Regions from separate parts of the Lactuca sativa genome. Here region 2 is linked to region 1. Evidence: chromatin contacts called from public Hi-C data. All regions are on one chromosome and are shown on one strand. The core of a region is the stretch at or near the end of the contact, and the rest is flanking DNA. Distances in the headings are between cores, read along the strand shown.

Region 1 (6,708 bases), core at 2,778-5,277:
TAGACTCAGTCACCATGACACAATATCACACAAACGGACATGATCTAGTGTGCCTTATAACCCTTTTAGTTGCTAAGTTAGTCGAGTTATCTTCAATGCGCACTTTATATCAAGGTGTCACCTCAATCAACGATCTCTTAGATGAAATGACATTTCTTTAGTATGTGTTTAGATTTGTTTTGTAGCTGTGGTTCTTTGTCTAAGCAATCACACATCATTATTTTCACAAAAGATTTCAATCACATTCAAGACCCAAGCAATGACTACACGATCCGCAATAAACTTCCTCATCAAAACAGATTCCTTCGACAGATTGTGTGCTACTATTTACCCTTTACACATAATTAAACTATATGTCTCACTTATATATTATAAACAAACATATGTTAGATAAACAATCATTACTTTATAACCTAATAATAATAGAAAAACCAATTCTTTTTCGAAGCCGGAAAAATGACAAGTATAATAGAAGAAAGAAACAAGAAACATGTAAAAGTAAAACCTAAATTTTCTTACTCTTTGATAAAAATAACTAATAACCCATCATCATGATCATGATATGCTATTTTTGTTGAAAAATTAGAACCAAAAATTGAGCAACCAACCAACAAAAACCCAAATTTCTTTGCACAATCAGTAGAACCAAATTCCCCTTGATAAACCCTAAAAAAAACCCTACTACTCTCTACTACTGTAATCCCACAAAGTTGATGCATGCATTCATATCCCATCCCTTCACTTCACTTCTGGACCAATATGTTTGTTATGTACTCCATTTTCAAAACTTTCTTCATTTGCAGTTTCACCATTAATAGAACAAATCAAAACAAAAAGACACCCCAACCCCAAAAATCAAACTCAAGCATCCACCTTTGAATCAGATGAAATCTCCATCTCCATCTCCCCCACTCTCATCAATACCTTCGCCTCTGTCCCCTTCAAATATTTTGAGGCCGGCTTTAAACTCAAGTACTGCAATCACACACTTCCATGTCAGCATATGATTTTTTTTTCCCGGGTAAATGACCATTTTGCCCTTCTAAGATCAAGACTTTAACAAACATATATATATAGCAAAGATGCTAGTATAACATAAAGAAACAAAAGGGTTTAACTTTTAAGTTTTAACATATTTATAATTTATAAAAGTAGGTTGCTATTTCTTACGTTTCTGTAGAAAGAACTAATCTCCTCTTCAGTAAGACCTTCTTCCTCCTCATCCTCAGCAGTTTCATCCCAACCCAAAGACCTTAAAAACCTCGCCTCTTCTTCCTCAGAGTAAAGAATCACATCATGATGCTTCCCATTATCATTAACATTAGCAATAGCATCACCATTGACTTTGACCTGAGTCGACTCAGACCCACCCTCAGGTGGTGGTGGTGGTGGTGGTGGAGGAGGATCCGCCACCTGTTCACCGGATTTTTCTCCAGAAGAGCTGTTGTTACTCATTGATTTTTTCCTCATAAGGTTAAAGAAGTTACTTCGGCTTTGAGCTTGTGAAGAGGGTCTTTTTTCCACAACTGGAACTGAGGGTATGGCTAAAGGGCTGTTTGGTAATTTGGCACTACTACTACTACTAGCTGTTGGGCTTAAACTCTCTTTTGTAGTAGGTGAGATTCCGTTTCTTTCACGTGAGGGTTTTAGGACAAGAAGTTTTCCTACAGTAGATGTTTTTGAAACTTCAGGCTTCATGGATGATACTACATGTCTAGGAGAATGTGGATGGTTGACTATTTGTGATTGGTTGACTTTCAGTTTTGGTTTATCAGCCTAAACAAAATTATATTATTAGTATAATTACTTTTAGTAAACTCACAAAAAGGTAATAACTTTTCATTTATATAAATTTATATTACAAAATAAAGATTTTACCAAAGCTTTAGGCAAAGATGGAGTCATGGGAATCAATTGTCTGGATTGCTTAACAGCAAGTTCTTCAAGCCTTTGAGTTCCAGCATTCAACTACAATTAATTAAAGACCAAATGTTTAAAAAAATAAAAAAGTAGAACATATTAAAACACTGTTTCTTTTTTACTTATCAGAAAAAGAATTACTTAATAAAGAAAGTCAAGAAAAGAAGCTTTTCACTTTTTGCAATAAAGTCCTTACTTTTTATAAACTTTTCAAGATTAATAATATATACCTGAGGAGCAGTTTGAATACGTGGAGGACCATGAGCCAAAGTTTCTGCCATATTCCTGCCACCTGTCATGCTTGTAGTTGCAGAAACTGAAGATGGTTGAACAGCAGTGGTGTTCCCATTACTACCAACAATCACAGGCACCTCAGCCAGGGCGGAGGTCCACCCATCACCGCCAATGACCGCCGGATTCCCGATTGGAAGGCTCTGAATGGCAGAGCTCAATCCAGGAGAAGGTACTCTTCCTATATCATTATCAACTTGTTTTTCATCTGTTCCAAGAGAAGGAAAATCCCTCTCAAATGATGTCTTTACATTGCTACTTTTGTTAGCAATGCTTAAGTCACTTGCTACTTTTCTGGGCCATGAGTCAGCACGTTTTCCAGATACACCTGAAAATGACCTTCTTAACCCTTCTTTTTCAAACCTAGTGGGCAATATGTTAGCTAAAGGGTCAGAATAGTCTTTTTGCCTGTTGTTGTTGTTGTTATCTTTTTCCCAATCTCTATCCCTATCCCTATCCCTATCACGATTGTTTCGATTAAAGCTACTGTAAGATCTTGAAAGAGCCGAACCATTACTAATAGAAGATCGGCGAAAATATGAAGAAGTTGTTCGATCTGAAACTGATACGCGTTGTAATTCGTTATCTAATGACTTGTTTCTCAAGGATTTTGATGATTTTGATACCCCTTGTTCATCTACATCAAGAAAATGTGGTGAAATTGAGAGGTGAAAGAGATTGTTTAAGTGGAAAAGAAACATGGAAAGAAGAATTACCAGGGTGTAATGAAGATGATTGGTGAGATGTGCTCAAGCCTCCACTGCTCTTTAACCATTCGGGTACAAATGTTGGCTCAGTTCTTTCCATAATTAGTAACAAACATCATAAGAAAGGAACAAAAAAGTCCCAAATTGCATCAGGGTGATAATTCTCAATTCTCAAATACTCCCACGTTTTGGGTTCTTTAATGAATCAAGATACTCAATTTAACTAGTTAATCAGCTTCCACCTAACGTTGTAAGACTTGAATACCACCACTATCATCCAATAAAAGAATCCAAAACTATCAACTAAACTGTAAAATAGGGCTCTTTATCTCCCTCACTCTTCGTATATACTGTGGTTCACTTCCAAATTCGATTCAAGAACAAAGATCAACAACGCTTCTCAGTGTTCAGAAGGCATGGCTCGCGATTAAACAAACTTACAAGACCTTCATGTAATAAAGAGGCTCAATAACCACCACCAGCGAAACAAAAACCGTTTTATATCATCAGAAAGCACAAAATATAACCCCTCTTGATGAATTAGCCTACCACCATTACCAATAAACAAACCCTAGAACCCAAAACTCCACAAACAAGCCAGACAAATTGAAACCCCTAGGGTTTGTCCGTCAACCAGAGTACGAAAAAATCAAGACAAGGGTATTGTAAATTTGTAATATATCAGCCGCAAATTATCAAAAATTAAACTGACTAACCCTTAACCGCTTGAATTAAAGGAAAACCCAAAAGAACCCGAAGGCGCCGCCTCTGCTCTTTTGTATGTCTTCGATTAAGCGATTGATTGGGAATGAAAATTTCAAATTCGTTAATATGTGAAACAAGAAAGGAAGCGAAGAGTTTCAATTGGCTTTTTATGAACGACGAAGATATATCGATAAAGAGAGCATGTAGGTATATAGTACGTGATGGTTTCACAGAGTGTAGAGGGAGAAAAACACCAGGAAGCCGCTTTGATTGCGCCGTGTAGACGAAGAGATTTTATCTCAGTGTGTGTGAGAGAGAAGGGGAGAGAGATGGGGGTAGAAGGAAGAAGGGATTCCGGAAGTTTTCTTTGTGTTAGGTGTTGGTTTTTTTGGTGTGAAGGCCAAGGGTGAGTTTTTGTGATTAACGTTTTGTAATTATAGAAAATTTGGATTAACCCTAAATCCCATTTTGTTACCAATTCTAATCCAAATCAAAAACCCCAATTTCCTCCAATGTTGTTTGGATATATTTAATTTTTTGAATATTACCCATTTAATAAATGCAAATACACGATAATATGACTAAATATGGTTAATTACATTACTTAAAAAAGTTTGTTGCCATTCTTATTAGTTGATCAATTGGCTTACAATTGAAATTTTAGGTGGCATGTTGTTCAAACGAATTTAAGACAAAGTTTGGTCTAACAATGGCAACTAAATTTGGCCATACTACCCTAATGGATCTTTTTTTTTTTTTTTTTTGTAAAGTTTTAGTTTTGTTGTTGATTTTCGATATTCAATAATTGGTTAGAAATTAATTAAAACATTTTGATTTATTATGTTAATGCAACATGCATAAGTATGGTGTCCTAATAAGTGTCGAACATTTAAACCAATTCTAAAGATTTCTTCTAGAGATTAAATGTCATATTACATGATATCACAATTAGTTTATAATATCATATTATTGGGTGATGTAAAACATGTTTGTACTAACTTAGATAGTAATTTTTATATTCTTAGGTGTGGTTAAAAACCAAAGGCGACAGACGATTTAGAATATGTTTGATAGACTAACTGATAGTTGGAAATCACATATTTAATAATATAATATTATGAATGATGCAAAACTGGTTTGTACCAATTTAGATGGTAACTTTTATATGCGTAAGTGTGATTGAAAGCCAAAGACGACAAAAGGTTTAGGCTAATGTTCGGCAGACTGGCTGATAAGTGAAAAGCTAGTTTTTAACTGATTAGAAAAATGATGTTTATTAAAACTAGATGATAAGCTAAAGGGTAAATGTAAAGGGACATGTAGAAAAACGAGTTTTATATAATTAATAACAAGAATATATAAGAGAATTTTAAAAGAGTTCATAAGTTCGTCGAACCACTATTGTAAATAGTTTTTAAGAGAATTTGAGTAATCTAACCATATAAATATTTTTAATAAAAATAACTAATTCTATATTTTATTGTAACAATGACCACTTTAGGGTATCCTCTTCAGCCTCCATCTCACCATCTCGAAATCCTAGCCTCCATGCATGCTTGAGAGTCTATTTCTTCAATTTTGAGCTTTGTTCTTGGATTTTTGGTAGAGTTTTAGAAGAGGAAAGCTCACAAGGAGGCAAAGGAACAAGAAGCAAGTTTGGATACAGCATTCTCTTCAGTTTTCTGAGTTCTTGAAGGTATAAAGTTCATACATTGACACCTTTCCTTTTATATTCATGTTCTAGGTCATATTTGGGTGGTTTTTGTCCCGTTCTTTGATGTTCTTGGAGTTTGAAGAACTCCACAACATATAGTGGCTTTCCCAGGTCCTTGGATTTCTGTTGATTCAGAAAAAGGACCATGCTTGGTGTATTTTTGTGTCCATGTTCAAGTTACAACCTGTAGCACCTGATTCCTAGTATGTATTCGTGGTTATTAAATCTCTTCATTTTTGCATATTTAGTCTGGGACTCGGCGAGTTGAGGGACCGACTCGCCAAGTAGAAGCGGGACTAGACGCGGGATTTACTCGGTCTACTCGGCGAGTAGGTCCGATGGACTCGGCGAGTAGACCCTGTTTGGACTTAAACCCTAACCCGGGTGTTTGCACCCTATTTAATCGATCTAACCCAGCCTCCACTTCCCTTAGCACTCCCAAAGACCTGTAGAACGAAACCCTAGCCTCCTTTGTGTCCTTGTGGGTGATTGTAAGCATTTGAAGGTGTGTTGGGGCTTGGGAGAAGAAGTAGAAGATTGAAGAGTGCAAGAAGGGAAGGAGATCCGGAATCTACTATGTGAAAGGCCTCCATTCAGGTAGGAAAGACCCTAACTTGATCTTTAGCTCGTAGTCCCCTTTTTGTCCCTAAGAAAAGAGGTTTTAAGCCCTAAAAACCTAAATCTCTATGTGTTTATGGCTAATGTTCTGCAAGAACTTCGGATGTGGACCTTTTGGACTTCATAGTAGTATAAAGTCTCTGTGGTTGAGGTAGTGGAAGTCCCCAATGAGTATAGGACCTCTTGTATAGCTTGGAAGTGCATGTTTGAGCTCATAGGGCCATGCATGCACGTAAAGTTTACAACTTTACGTGGTAAATGAACCCTAGGACCATGGATCTGTGGTCTGGAAGTGTTGCATGTTCTAGATCTGGCCTATTCAGGAAGTGGGTCGAAGGACTCGGCGAGTCCCAAGGTGGAACTCGGCGAGTTCTATGAAGATGGTTGTCGACTCGGCGAGTTGGATGAACAAACTCGGCGAGTCCTATGAAGATTGCCTGGAACTCGCCGAGTAGTTCTTCAAACTCGGCGAGTAATATGAACATCCACAGAACACGAGGGGTTTAAGCGTCCAAGGCTCAACCCTTCGTACCAGTGCACGGAATTAACCGTATAACGTAGTCCCGAAACCCCCAAACCCTCGAATGGGGTGTTTTGGTGTGGATTGGAAGCAAGCAGAGGACCTGCTCGAGGAACTCGGCGAGTTGGTACTCGAGTCGGCCCCAAAGTCCCGGATAGCGAGTCAGGGTGACTCAGTGAGTGAAAGAGGGACCTGGTGAGTGGGACCGGATCAGTGAGAGATGGACTCGGCGA
Region 2 (6,708 bases), core at 2,685-5,184, 180 kb before region 1:
TCTTGTAGGAATCATTTAATCCCACAATAGTTGAATCAGACGTTGTTCTTCAAGAAACTTCTTAATTTGTGTACAAGAACAAGTAGGAAAGTTCTGAACAAGACGTAATTCATCCCAAATTTTGGATAATTTGGTGAAGTAGGTTGAAACTCTCAAATTCATCTAAACCTTGTAAAATGGAATAACGCTGCTATTGAATCTGGTAGATAGAAGCGCCATTAGGTTTTTCATAATGATGATGTAATTTGCACCACATCTCATGAGAAGTGGGAAGAAATAATACACTGATGTTTATAGAAAGTGCTCGATTCCAATTAGCATAATTAGATGAATTAGAATTAGGTTGAAGGATTGTTTTTGTCAACAAATCTGAGTTTGTTCTTGGTGGAAAGTGAAATCATCATAGATCGTTTTCAGGAATTGAAGCCAAGACATTGAAGATGTTTGAAACTAAAACATAACTTGGATTATCAAAATTGCTAATGAAATAAGGGCTAGAAGAATCAAGTAGAGTTACAGAATCATTAATTGGAACATATCCTTCCATGATTGAAGATGAAATGATGAAATCAGATTGGATTGTAGAAAATTGATAGCATATAAGAATTTAGATGATGAAATAGATGAAACAGAGTAAATGATGAATCAAATCGTTTAATCTTTCATTTATTCAGTTGTGTATCAAAACTTACATAACAAAGAAAGCAAATAATCTAATATATACAGAGTATCTCCATTCTCCACCTCTAACTCTTTCTAACCGTTTTAACTAAATGTGACAAACTATTTTACTAAATGACTAAAATGCCCCTGAATCCATTTTAATGGTAATAACCGTAACATTATCATCCTTAGAAAGGTGACTTTAACTTCAATTTTTAATAATTTTTTTTCTTCTTTGTGGTTTTGAAATTCCATGCTAAATTTAACATTGAAGTGGACTACAAATATATATCTTCTAATTATTGATGACTGGATGAAAATTAAGCTCCGACAAAAAAGATAAAACTCTTTTGTGGCTCTATTGGTGGACCGTGGACTTCCTATCTTGTAGTCGCATTAGTTGCATTCTCAATTCCTAAGTTAAATCCTCCATGGATCAATTAACGGGTTTGTAGATTCATATATAGTTTACCCCACATATCTTCTTTTCGCATTCTGATGAATATTTTTACACCCCGCTCCCGAGTTGTAGCAAAGAAAAGAAGAGAATAGAAAAGAAAATAAGGAGAGAAAACAAGAGAAAAGAAAGGAAAAAGAATTTGTCATTTTTGCTCCCGAGTTGGAGAGAAATGGAAGGAAAATTAAACATTTTGTTCTTTCTTTTCAAATCCTTCCAAATCGGAAGGAAAGTAAGGAGGGAAAGTTTTTCTTCCATTTCCTTCAACTTCCTTCCTTTAATGACACTTAGGTCTGTCAAATCGGGCCGTCGTGTCGTGTTTTTGTCTGACACGACACGACACGACAATGTTTTTTGTAACACGAACACGACACGACGCGATGTCGTGTTTTTTTTCACTAACACGAAAACGAATCAATTAAAAAAACGACAACACGACACGACACGACAAAGATAATATTACATAATTGTTATTTTATTTAATTCATATTTAATCATATATAACACGATAAAAACAACAAACACGAAAAAGACGACAAACACATGCTCAATCGTGTCAATTTCATGTGAATTTGTAAACACGAACACGACACGACACGACATCTTGTTTTTTATATTTGACACGAACACGACACGAAAACGAATTCAAATTTTGATTTCGTCCCGATTCGGTTTCGTGTCGTATATTTTTGTCGTGTCGTGTCATAAATTGACACCCTTAATGACACTCGGGAGCAACAATCGCTTTTACTTTCCTCTAATTTCCGTCTATTTCCTTTCTTTTTGAACTCGGGAGCGGGGTGTTAAAGTTTGTATAACTATCCAGAAGTATCAAACATGTTGTAACATAAATATGTAGCACACTCGAGATGTGTATATATGTGTAGCAGTTTATAACTCGTGGGAACCACGGTTATAAAATTAATTAAAGTTTTATAGTAAAACTCAAAATTATTAATCAATTATTTTAAATAAATTATTAGTTAAGAAAGATTTTATTAGTTATGTAAAATTATAATCGTTGATTCAAATAAATATGTAAAATTAATTTTTAATATATATTAGATATTTTTTATTTGTGAATTAATGAAAATAATAATAAAATTTTTAAAATTTAAAATAAATAATAAATACAATGACAAATAGCATCACATTAATAAGGAGGTCTAATATATTTTAAATTGTGAACTAATAGATTAACAAATAACAACACATTAAATAAGACGTTTAAAATGGTGACACATGAAAGAAAAAAAAAAAAAAAAAAAAAAAAAAAAAAAAAAAGAATTATATTCTATAATAAATGTGACGTCCTATTAAACATATTTGCAATAATGCTTCAAATTGCCTTAAGTCCCTATGGTCCACTTTCATTTACTTCTTTCAACGAAATGGGCCAATGGCATGAGAGAAAGGTGAATATGTGTTTCTTAAATAGAAAATATTGTAAATAGTCAAAAAAAAAAAAAAAAAGTATTTTCAAAAAATAGACATAAAAATAAACTTTTCCGGATATAGACATGTATTCATTCTGTGGAGGTAGCTCCGCGGAGCTCCGCAGAATCTACTGTAGCTCCGCAGAATGGCAAAATCGTAAATAAATCAATGTATTAAAAAAAAAAAACCCTCAAGATCCATTCCGCGAAGCTACCTCCAAGGAATGAACTCATTCCGCGGAGGTAGCTCCGAGGAATGGATCTTTAGTGTTTTTTTTTTTCTTCCTCACATCGATTTTTCGGGGTTTATATTCATTTCTCAAACTAATTGTTTTTAAAAAAAGATTATCATACTATTATAATATTTACTTGAAAATAATTAGTTGAAGAATTAATATAAACCCCGAAAAATCGATGTGAGGAAGGAAAAAAAAACACTAAAGATCCATTCCTCGGAGCTACCTCCGCGGAATGAGTTCATTCCTCGGAGGTAGCTCCGCGGAATGGATCTTGAGGGTTTTTTTTTTAATACATTGATTTATTTACGATTTTGCCATTCCGCGGAGCTACAGTAGATTTCGCGGAGCTACCTCCGCGGAATGCATGTCTATATCCGGAAAAGTTCATTTTTATGTCTATTTTTTGAAAATACCCCCCATTTTTTTGACTATTTACGGTATTTTCTCTTTCTTAAATGGAAAACAGAAATGAAGACAAATATCCAAATTATGCACAAGGAAGGTGTTTGGGATTATTTTTTAATGTTAAAAGTTTTTTTTTTTGTAAAATGATTTTTTGATCCTGACTTTTCCAAAAGAAATTTTTTAAAATGTCTTTATATTAGCTTTAAGGATAAAAACATACTTTTCAGGTTAAAAGTTACAAAAATCGCAATGACTTTTAAAAACCCAATTTTTTTTACACAAAAAATTAATTTTAAAAAATCTTTTCCATTAACCAAACATCTTTTGGGTTTTTTTTAATTTTTGAAACAATTAAAAGTCACATATTGTTTTAAAAGGATCCAGAACACGCTCAAAATATTCAAACGTAATTTTATTGGATGACTTCCCAAAACTTATAATAGATAGTAGCAAAAAAATTTAAAAAAAAAAATAGTGGAGCCTTTTCAAAATCTATCCTCAAGAATGAAAGGTTCCAAAAGTAACATGCAAGGCTTAAAATTGACAAAATGTGCAAACTGCTATGGAGGGTCGAAAGTGCACGTGATATAAAGTTAAGGGACTCTTGTATCAAAATAACAAAAAGTAAGTAAAATGGGCTGTGAGGTGGCCAAAACATATTGGGTGCAATGGATACGTGGCTTATATCGGGCAATTTTGTTGTATTAACTCACCGACTGTTGTTATTAACTACACAAACTTGAAGAAAGCTTTAGGTGAAAATACCGACTTCTTGTTCGACTGTTTGTTTCGAGTTGGGCAAAAAATATAAGGTAAATTTCGCATGAGTTTCTATGTATCAATTTAGTTAATATATTTGATTTTTAATTAGAATTATATTCAGAGCACAAACATAAATTGAATTTGAATTCGATTTTAATTTGGTTTGATTCAGTTTTGTTTGGTTTGCAACCCGAATAATAAGTGATTAATCGGGTTGAATGAGGCTAAATGGGTTAATCCAAATTGATACTGAAGTGATTATGGGGCGTTAAATATTATTTATTTTCGAATGGATATTTATCATTACGTAAAAATATACTTTGGGCATTTATGACTATTATTAGAAGATGAATAGACATCTAGGCCTACATGGAATGATATATGATGGCTAACCTTTGGGTCATATTGTCATGATTATGCTTTTAAGCTTGTTACAAGATTATTTATTTGCTAAGCTTCTATAGAATAGCCTCACTTAAGTTTAAATAAATGATAATGTCATAAAAGCACTTACGTTTAAATAAATGCTAATGTCATAAAAGCATTTAAGTTTTTAAGAAATGTCCGGTGGAAGATTGCATAAAAAATTTCATATTTGCCCTTTTAGTAGGTTAACAAGTTACAAATAAGTCACCTACACATCACTTGAAAAATTATGAGTCAAAATAAATATTTTTAAAAAACTTAAGGTCATTTATGACATTAGCCCAAAAATACATAAAAACGTTTATATATATATATATATATATATATATTTATATATATATATATATATATATATATATATATATATTCTGATCATATCTTTATATTTACAATATGTATAAAACTTTATTATATGAATTTAAAAATATGAATGTATGAAATACTTATAAATAAATTGAACTTAACAAAATACTCTTTTTAATCCTTTAAAGTATATTTATAATTTTAAAAGAAAAGATGTATGAAACGTTTTATTTGTGTCATATTGTCATGTTGTCATGATTATGCTAATTATGCTTTTAAGCTTGTTACAAGATTATTTATTTTCTAAGGTTCTATAAGATAGCATGACTTACATTTAAATAAGGGCTAATATCATAAAAACATTTAAGTTTTCAAAAATGTTCGGTTTTACCATTTAATTAATATATGTCTTTTTGGTTCATTAAAGTCAGATGTCTGCATAAAAAATTTCATTTTTGCCTCTTTAGTAGGTTACCCAGTTACCAACAAGTCGACTACATATTACTTGAAAATCTATGGATAAAAATGAATATTTTTTAAAAACTTAAAGTCTTTTATGACATTAGCCCAAATATATATAAGAACGTTTTTATACATATTTAAACGTGTGTGGATATATATATATATATATATATATATATATATATATATATATATATATATATATATATATATATATATATATATATATATATATATATAAACGTTATTATACGAATTTATGAAGTCGTATTAATACATATAAAAAAAATATATTTTTAAAATTATTAATATGTTTTAAATGTACGAAAATACTTATAAATAAATTTAACTTAACAAAAAATGCTCTCTTTAAACCTTTTAAGTATATTTATAATTTTAAAAGTTGTATGAAACATTTTTATTTATATTTAATAGATATATTTATTTGTATTTAATAGATATATATTTACTTTTATTTAGTTGTATTTAATAGATATAAATATGTATTTATTTAGGATAAAAACTATCGTATACATATAAATATGAAATAAATACATATCTATACTTCGTAAGCAAACACCAAAAACTTTTTTTTATTGTTTTGGTTGATTGAATCATCCTAATAATTAAAAACAAATGTTTCGTTTATATGTATATTAACATATAAATATGTATAAATACATATAAATATGAAATAAATACATATTATTACTTAGTAATATGTACAAATACATATAATTATATTTTTTATATAATATAAACCTTATAAATAGGTATTTTTATGTTTATATCTATACAATATATTTTGTATATGAAATATATATATATATATATATATATATATATATATATATATATATATATATATATAGTTATACCTTTTAAATACAAATAAATATATTTTTAAAATATAAATATGTTTATAAATACTAAAATAGAAGTAAATATATTTTTAAATACTAAATACAAGTAAATATATTTTTGAATCTATAAAAATATTTTGATAAATTTAAAAATGTATTTGAAAATGTATATATAAAATATTTTTAAACACTTAAAAACATGTATATATATATATACATGTTTTTAAGTGTTTAAAAATATATATATATATATATATATATATATATATATATATATATATATATATATATATATATAAAAGAAGAATAAGAATAACAATTAAAATAACAGTAATAATAATAATAATAATAATAATAATAATAATAATAATAATAATAATAATAATAATAATAATAATAATAATAATAATAATCCGAACATTTTTAAAACTTAATGGTAAATCCAAATATTTTTAAAAACTTAAACACTTTATTGGTATCAGGTAACCGGTGGGTAACATAGAAACCGACTAAAATAGTATAAATGAAAAAATTAAATAAAACATTTAGTTTTACCAAACATAAAACACGTCCAAGATAAATCTGACACTTTTTTGAAAACATAAAGTCTTTTATATCATTTTCCGTTTAAATAAATACACAAATCCAAACACATCTTGAAGTTTATGTCTTATCATGTCAATAATATGAGC

The links. Hi-C and Micro-C count contacts between places; a contact is called where the count stands out from the background.
Region 2: a Hi-C map of leaf shows a contact between it and region 1, with 5 times the contacts expected there. The contact joins the promoter of LOC111888666 here to the promoter of LOC111887777 in region 1. A contact is called at or near these places in 2 of 4 Hi-C or Micro-C datasets (bud and leaf).

What each region holds. Positions count from the first base shown.
Region 1 is chr7:141,390,279-141,396,986 of Lsat_Salinas_v11, reverse strand. It overlaps LOC111887777, which reads right to left and starts at 4,027. Exons shown (of 10, transcript XM_042896703.2): 1 at 2,928-4,027; 2 at 2,151-2,848; 3 at 1,879-1,968; 4 at 1,171-1,776; 5 at 1-975. The coding sequence starts at 3,018. The coding sequence ends at 862.
Region 2 is chr7:141,571,773-141,578,480 of Lsat_Salinas_v11, reverse strand. It overlaps LOC111888666, which reads left to right and starts at 3,934. Exons shown (of 10, transcript XM_023884797.1): 1 at 3,934-4,012.